Regions from separate parts of the Rattus norvegicus genome. Here region 1 is linked to region 2. Evidence: chromatin contacts called from public Hi-C data. All regions are on one chromosome and are shown on one strand. Each heading gives the region's core, a stretch centred on a gene start, on an enhancer-like site or on the middle of the called end of the contact. The rest is flanking DNA. Distances are from core to core; before and after follow the strand shown. Region 1 holds the start of Sema6a (semaphorin 6A). Region 2 overlaps LOC134482946 (a long non-coding RNA gene).

What was found. Hi-C and Micro-C count contacts between places; a contact is called where the count stands out from the background.
Region 1: a contact with region 2 is called in a Hi-C map of psoas muscle, with 2.5 times the contacts expected there. The contact joins the promoter of Sema6a here to the enhancer-like site in region 2. A contact is called at or near these places in 3 of 12 Hi-C or Micro-C datasets (the A7r5 cell line, mammary epithelial cells and psoas muscle) and 1 of 1 datasets of contacts at active chromatin or transcription factors (oligodendrocytes).

Annotation. Positions count from the first base shown.
Region 1 is chr18:42,356,235-42,360,665 of GRCr8, forward strand. Sema6a (semaphorin 6A) reads right to left here and starts at 2,306. Exons shown (of 19, transcript NM_001108430.2): 1 at 1,376-2,306.
Region 2 is chr18:42,155,040-42,159,264 of GRCr8, forward strand. LOC134482946 (a long non-coding RNA gene) reads left to right here. Exons shown (of 2, transcript XR_010059701.1): 2 at 1-3,955. Among named protein-coding and RNA genes, the nearest start is that of Gapdhl4, 31 kb to the left of the region's middle. Within about 2 kb of position 2,487, at least 10 of the 93 cell types and tissues checked have an H3K27ac peak or open chromatin away from gene starts, as enhancers often do.

The DNA.
Region 1 (4,431 bases), core at 1,056-3,555, 200 kb after region 2:
ACTGTAAAAGGGAGGAGGCGCTGGGAAAGGAGCGGCGAGCGAGCGGGAAAAAAATGTCGGGGTCCGGTTTCTCTCCCTGACACACGCAGTACCAGGACAGTAGCCTGGTTCTGTACAGCCCGCGGGAGACCTCAGATCCTGCTTCAAACACTGTCTCCCTCCGTGGGGAGCTAAGTAAAACGCGGCAAACGGGGGGAAGTGACACTATCCACCGAGGGTCGCTAAGAAGGAACTGCCCAGCTTGCTTCAGGCTCCCCACAGCCCCAGAGGCAGAGCTCCAGGACACAGCAAGCAGGACACCCACAATCTGCAGCCCAGCCGAGCCTACATCAGAGTGGCAAGCCCAGAGCTATCTATCTCTTACCAGGTCTCCCCACCCTTCCCTCTCCCGGGGTTCATCTTTTCTCCAGAGGGACCGCACAGGTCTTGGAGGAGGGCGCAGCAGGGGCCAGCCCTAGCTTGGAGAGCTAGTGCGAGAGAGATAGAGAGAGAGAGAGAGAGAGAGAGAGAGAGAGAGAGAGAGAGAGAGAGAGAGAGAGAGAGAGAGAGACGCAGCTGCGACAAATGGTGCCCTGCTCGAGTGGGAGCTGAGGCAGGGGACAGGACATAGGGCGGGGGCGCCGCGCGGTAGGAAGACACTGCTCCTAGGCACTTTCTCCTGCAAACAAAGCCCGGAACCTCTGGTGCCAGCAGCGACTGGAGAGTGGATCCCACCAAGAGACAGGGCGCGCAGATGCTCAGGGCCATTACAAGTTTCACGCACTCAACCAAGCCCAGCCCAGACCCCGCACTGATAACAAAAGATCCTCATCTCCTCTCCACCGTGTCCGCACAACCATTTCTCCCACATCAGAGCCTAAACCTGTGGCTGGACACAAAAAGCCGAGTACTCCCCAACCCTTTTTATCCCTCGAAGGCAGAACCCTTTCCCCTTCCCCAGCAATCGCCACCAGGACCAGGCGCTTTAGAGAATCCCACCCTCCAGGGCCGCTCTCCTCCTTACTGGCCCAAGAGTGAGCTCGTAGACTCGGGTAATACACACACACACACACACACACACACACACACACACACACGCACACCCCACTGGGTAGGACAGCCACCCGCTCGGTCTCGGTCCGGGGCGGCGCCGGTGGTGTGCGCGACGCGGGTGAGGAAGCTCCTGACATGGAGCCCGGGGTCTCTGGGGTTCAGGACTGAAAAGAGCTGAAGGCAAGACTCGGGGCTACTCCCCCAAGAAAGGGACAACGCTCAGGAGGCAGAGCCGTGAGACCGAATCAAACACAAGCACTACAAAGCGCACCCGGGGTAACCCCGGGACCCTCACCCCAGCCTGGATCCAGGAGATGGGGCGCCAGGGATGCCATAGCCATACCTTTTCGGTGCATCGACGGGCAGGCGGCCGCGGCTCGGAGCGGACTGGCACGGCGTGTATCCCATTTAGTAATCCATTATCGAGAAGATCTCTCTGGGCCTTGAGCTGCGCTCTTTCCTTCGCAAGCCTTTGTCATTCCTACATGTGTGCTTGTCTCTTTGGGGGCAACAGTCACGGCGATTACTTTCTGGGATGCAAGCGAGCTGTGTTCATCTCCAATGACAGAAGAGGAGGTGAGAGGAAGGCCAAAAAGAATTTTAAAAATAAAAAAACTGAAAAGAAAAGGGGGGAAAACAGAAAAGGAAGAAAACCAGCGAGGACCAGGGTAAATGCTCAAGAAACTCTTTTTCCAAATCCAAATTCCACTTGGATTCACTTCTGAGTCCCCTCAGCTGTGCCAGCGCCCATTAACTAGTCATTTCAGGGCGGGGGGCGGGGTAGGGGTTGAGGCAGAGGTGCAGGGCTCTGGGCGGCTCTGCAACCCCGAGTGCAGTGTCCCGGGTGTGGCGACGCTGGCCGCGGCCGCACGCTCCTAGGCGGGCATCTCGGGCAGTCGGCACCGCGGAAAAGCGCCTCTGCCGCGTCCCGAGCGCCTAGGCAGCCGAGTGCGTGGGGAGCGGAGTTGGCTGCAGCCTCACCCCGCGCGGCTCACTACTCCTGTGTCACTGGAGAGGCCGACGCTCCGGGCGGAGCCAAGTCCCGGACTGGATTGCGCAGAGCGGACTCTCCTCCAGCAACCCCGCCTCCCTGGGCTGGCGTCTCCTCCGACCCTAAGGAGAGCTGTGATGTGTGTGCGAGGGAGGGAGAGGGAGAGGGAGGCAGAGAGCGCGAGCGCAAGCCAAAGGAAGAGGAGACCTGCTGCGGTGCGGCTGCAGGTGGAGCTTTGGGCCGAGTCGACAGCCGGGCTTCCTATCACTTCAACTTCCCTCCCCCGGGGCGCTCACCCGGGAGGTCCCAGCGGGGCGACTCTAGGAGAAGCCCAGCCCCTGTCTCCCCACCCCCACAGCTGCTCTAGCGGGGGAGTGGGGGGGGGAGAAGAAAAAGAAAAGATATCCCAGACAGCATTGCTGAGCCCTGCCAAATCAGAAAAATAAATAAAAATAGACTTGGTGAGGAGCGAGTTACAAGAGTTTCTCCATCGATTTTCTTAAATGGAAAAGTTTTAAAAAGAGTCGGCGAATCTTTCTATTTCTGATTACTGTATGAGGAGGTTGGTTCTGGAAGTGATGGACCCTCTTCCTACCCAGATGAATTAGATACAAGACGATGTGGTTAAAAATAGTTCCTACACACACTCGGTCATAACATTCGCTAAATAAGCACATAAACTACTGTGCTGAGAACGTGGTTAAAGACAGCGATCTGTTTTAAACTATCTTAGTTTCAAAGTCCGCAGTGAGGATTGTTCTTAGAAATGAGTAAACTTTAGAAATAAGACTCAAACAATACCAAAGGGAGTCCAACAGCTTCTTGGAAAAGGGAAATCGCAACCATTTCCAAGGTTCTATTGTTATGAAGCATGAAGAATGGCAGGCACGGCCTCTCTCCGCTGCTTGGACTTACAATAGGCAAGAAGTCTTGCAGTTACGGGCTTGTGCCAACTAGTCAGGCCGCACCACAGTCCCCTCCCCCAGCCGCGGCGCTCTCGCGGCCGCGCCGGCTGCGCCCCGCAAACAACTGCGCGCCAGGGCTGCTGCTACCAGAGTAGGTCTCGCAGATGGTGCCCACCGAGGCCACAGCTTTCAAAGAAAGTAACGCCGGGTGGCCGAGCATTTCCCGGAGCAATCTGTACTGCACGTTAGGTCAGCGGAGAAAAGCCAGAGGGGAGGAGGATCGGAGTCTCAGACCCAGGTTGGCTGAGAAGCTTCATATTAGAAATTGTACCTATTCCCCAATTTGGGGCTTGATGCCACTAAGTCCGCGTTCCCTGCTTTGCGTTCTTGTGTGTGCAAAAATCTGCTCATGAGTGCTCAGGAAAGAAAAACGACTACGTGACAACGTCCTCAACATCTCCCCCGCCCTTGGGCTTTTTTCCTCTAACAAAACCACCTGGGGAAAGGGTGGGCCGAATGATTAAATGGGAAAATCAATTCTGCTGTTCTCCTAAACTACCAGCAGGGGCTGCTATCCCCACCCTTCCCAGACCAGCAAAAGCTGATACAGATCCGCCGTGGTTGGGGGCGCGGCCCTAGGTGCGCGCGCAGCGCCTGAGGCTCTGGGCGCGACTCTGGAATATTGAGGATGGGAGGTGACTGTCTTGTTCAGGCTTTGGAGGCTTGGGTGAGGGCTGTCTCCAAGTGTCGTCCTCCTAACTCTGGGGCTTTGTGGGAAAAGCTCTCTTGGCGGAGACTTCTCTAACACCCAGATTTAGGCTAAAGATGGACAGACTCAGGGGCAATCGGTTCTTCGTCCCGCATCTCCACCCCGTGCTGGTGGCCAACGCTCCCTCTTCGCTACCCACGCCTGATTTACATGCTAATTATGTCTGGGAAAAGTTCTTTAATTGGCAGAATTAGGCAGAGCAAACGAATTGTTTCACAGACAGAACCAAATTAATTCCGGTTTAGCTCCTTCCCTTGGAGAAACAAACAATTAAGCTGTCTTGTTTGCTTTATGGATATATTGGAAGTGCCCCACATCGTGTTTCAAGATATTGTTTAAAGGGTAATTATTTTCAATATTAATACTCGCATGTTTAACTTGTAGTAACACCGAGCCATGAGGAGAGAGATTAAATTTACCTAATTTAAAAATCGTGGGATACAAGAGGGAAAGAATTTGAACGTGCTTTTGACCATAAAGAAATACCACCCAGAATCTTCCTGGCAATTATTAGATCCTAAGGGCTCACTATCCAATTACTCGCCCGATGTTCTTACCACGTGATGCTACTTTACACCTGCCAGAGAAAAGATGCTCTAGGAACCAGGAAAAGCCAACCATAGAAACTTCATGATGCCGGTTCCCCTTCACTGTCTCAGACTCTACCAAAAGCCAGATTTAACTTTTCAACAACAGCTCTGCCCCTCCAAAGCTCTTAGAGTCTGCAATTTACC
Region 2 (4,225 bases), core at 1,237-3,736:
AAGAAATAAAAAAAAAAAAAAAAAAAAAAAAAAAAAAAAAAAAGCAACTGTTCTGATTGATATGTCAGGGGTAGATTTCTTGCCCCCTCTGGTCACTCCCAGCAAATTCAGACTTTATTTTCCTTCTGGGTGGAGTCCTTGGGGGTGTAGCATTAGAGGTCACGTGGGTGAGTGGCATGAGCAGGAAGCTGGCAGGCTTAGGCTGGTGTGAGGTGTGAGAGATGGCGGGAGGGGTGTGAAGTTGTACTGAATCATGTCAGCTTTGGCTTGGGATTCACAACAACAGCTACATGGACAATCCACTGTGGGGACTTAGGGCAAGCAGGTGGTGGTGACACAGAGGTAACCTGCCCCAACCTGCCCCCATTAGATGTAATTATGCTGACGATTCCTGCTCTGGGCAGCTGAAGATCCATCAAGGCCCACCAGGACTACTAGGAACCCTCAGTTTTAGATGGTGGCCAGTCAGCTGTCAAAATGGGCCACAGTTGGTAGCAACAGAAGGAGCCTGAAGCCTGAAGCAATTTTTCTTTGAAATCAGCTTCTAAATTGCAGGGAGTCCAAGTAAATTGACACATTTACTACCTTGAACTCCTTTCTCATTCTGCTTCAGTGTCTCGGCCTTTCCTCCATGGACCAATTCTCATCGATGGGATGGGGTGGGCTCCCTATCCCAGACAGGATGATGCTCTGATCTCTCTGTTGGCCTGCGAAGGGACTCAGGTGACAATTTCTGCCTGCGTGCACATGTTCATTTCCAACATTTACGAGAGCATTTGATCCATGTGACTGAAATACTTTTCATAAAAGAAAACTGTAACCCAGGAGGAGGAACCCCTGCTTAAAAAAATAAAGATCAAAGAATTAAGAAGAAAAGTGGTATCAAGCACACAGTGTGAGATCAATACTGTGTGCTCTCTTTACGGTTTGCGCTTCTGGGTGGGAAAGCCATGCTCTTAGCTAGCAGGTGCCTCTTTATAATTTAGCGGGTGTAAAGTCTAAGGGGTTTCCTTTACTAGTCGGAAGTCAAATAACAAGAAGCATTCATGAGTTTAGCATCTGATTAGCTGTGTAGGTTGTACAATGATGTCTTCCTGAGAAGGAGTCCATGATCCAGGCCTGACTAGGCAGTTTTAAGCAATTAGGAGTGGAAATTGATAGATCTGAAATTGATAGAGCTGCAGGCACAGGTGCAGATTCAGGCTGGTAGAAATGTCGGCTCTAGCACAGCGGAGCTGAGCAAAGGAAACGCATCATTCATGCTTTGCAGTCTTCATTCATAATGGGAAACATAACTAACGGCCAGTCTGTGATGAGGTACAATAACTCTGTTTGGGGAGCGTTCAGGCAGTCTCATCAAAGATACGAGCCCGGATGCCTCACCATCATCTGCACTGTCCCTCAGCCAATCAGATTCTGGCTGGTAACAGAGGCCTCTTGAGCTCTGACATCTGCTCTCCTATGGTTGTCTTCCTCCCATCATCCTCACCATCTCTCTCCATACGGCAACTGCAATCTTCACCTCAGAGAACCTTTAGTGAGGTCCCTCGAGGGAGTCTCCTTTTCTCTGCAATGGCCACAATTGATAGGGTTTGTGCGCATGGCTGCAACTGGAGGAACAACCTGTTTGATATAAAACTGTTGTTTCACATGTTGACGATACAAAAGCTGCTTCAAGTTGCTGTTGCTGGGAGGGGTGGGGGGATGTGAGGTACTTTCTTCTCAGCTCAGCGGGTAATATTGCCTGGTTTCTGAGAACTGTGGATAGACAGAAGATAACAGGGAACTCTGTGTCTCAGATTGGGGAAGATGTTTACCCCAAAAAGTTAACAGGGCCCTGGTCTTTGAAGGAGAAGGCCCATGGATAAGTATAAAGTGAGAGGTGTCTCTAGTATTGGTCCTGTAACCAGAGAGGTTAGCACAGTGATCAGGGACAAGGAGTCAGTCATCCCTGAGCAACAAGGCTCGTGTGACTCTGTGGCAAGCTAACATGAGGGAAAACATCCAGATTTTAAGTAAAATATGTGACAATGTACATATTGATGTGAGGAAAACATTGGGGGTATGGAGAAAGAATGTTAGAGACAGTGAACCTCCCAAGGCATGCTTTCACAGGGTGATAAAACACAACTTCAGTGTCTGTCACAATTCAAAGTGCCATAATTTTATCACCCTCCTACGCAATACTAAGCTATTCTGAGTTCTGCTGTTTCTTAATGCTCTCACCTCAGTATGCCCAAGATGTCTGAAAAATGAGCATGTAAAAAAAAATCTATTTTTCCCGGCATGGATGGAGAATTTATTATGGAATGTGCAACTTGGCGCGTGCTGCCTTTTTTCATGTCGTCATGCTCTGAGTTGAGATAGGTTTTGGCTGAGAGCAGAAGTCCAATTAATTTGCCTGATACAGTCTCGTGCGCAAGAACTGAAGTCTTGTTGCTCTTTGCTGGTTTGATTCCTTTGCTTAGCCACCGATCCAAGCAGAGCAGAGAAGACTGCCAGCTGCCCTTCTGCAAGGACAGCATCCTCCCCTCCTGCTTACACACAGCTTACATACACTGTGCCAGGGATTTCTATGTTTTGCTTTGTCTAGCTTCCTTTGTTAAAACACAAAAACAAAACAAAACCCTTTGAACTCCCATGAGGACAACGAAAAGGAAGCCAGAGGAAGTGGAAGCACTTGATGTTATCTTATTACCATCTGCTCCCACCCCTCCTCCCATTAGACATTTACTCTTAATGAAGAATCCAAACTTTGTGTGAACCACTGCCCTGTCCTGTGTGGCATGGTCATGGAAAACTGCCTGAGGAAGCTAGGGACTGAGAAAAAGGACAGACACAGTACAGAAAGTTCAGAAAAGCCAGGATCAGGTGGGCTATCGGTGCTCAATTCAAAACCTCAGTGAGTTTATTGTGAACAGCACAGTGGGGGGGATTTGCTCGTCTGGACAGTCTGTGCATCAGCAATTTCAGGCTGTAAGCGTCAGAAAGGAGGAAGCCACAGCTACTGATTATTTTGTTGTTGTTGTTTTGCACACACTAGTCGGTCATTTAACGTTTGTACTTGTACACACTGACAGTTCTGAGCCTGATCTGTATTCGGAAGGTTTTGCCATTCTGACATATGTCTGAGGCATTGGGTCCTTAACATGGCTGTGCCCATGCCAATAATACACATCACTCAGGATTTCATCTCCTCTTGACATGTTTATTCTAGGCTTCCTGTGCTCCCCACTGACAGTCACCTCACATGTTGTCCTTCTTCCTCACTGTACTTTTCAATTTTATGACCACTGAGACCTTCAGCAGTATGTGCATCTTCCTAGAAGCAAGGCGGGAGTTGCAGGCAAGGCCCAGGTAGACCAGTTTTCCCATTCCACTTCTATTAAAAATTGTCTGGACTTGTAAAATGGTAGTTCTTTGTGTAAATTATTCTGGCTCTGGGGCTTGGGCTGTCCTAAAGAGTCCACCAGAGGCCATATTGCTTTACAAATTGTCTTTTCAGCAATATGACAAGCCATTAAACTTAAGGGAGCAAGCTTCTATCTTTCTCCAGCAGGGCACATATTCGCAGGGACTAGAGAAAGAGGACATAATGACTTGTCTAAGGAGCTTTCTAAGCCATGTCATTTCTGTTTGGAACTTAATGACACCTCACCTTAAAAATTGAACTGTAACTCCAGCACTCTGGAGGCTGAAGCATGAGAATTTCCATGAGTTTAAGAACTGCCTAGATTACATAGCCAGTAGAAATATAGTCAGGGCTGCATAGCAAGACCTCAGCTCAAGAAACAAAAGCAAACAAAAGAGGAACTGAGCCAGCTTCGAGCATCAGCTTATTAAAAGTTATGCTTTCCTAGGAGAGTTTCGAGAGCCATGCCAGAGGAGTGACTCCCTCCTTTAACACCCATCACTAAGTGTTCCCAGCCCTGTCACTTTTGCTAGCACCCCAGCATATGCTCTGACATTCTGCCAATTATACACTCCCGTGTGAGGGAATCATACCTTAGAATGCTCAGAATATAAAACATACTATCTCCTCTTCGCCTGTGAAAGATTCTCCCTTAACTGTCTTGCTGGACAATTTACTCTTTCTCTACAAGCCCCCTGCTGCTTGTTGCTGCTGGGACTCTGGTTGCCACCTGCAAAGCTCATCTGACAGTTCCAGCATTTTAAAGCCACCAATTTCTAAGGATGAGCACAAATACCACCTCTTTCATGAGCC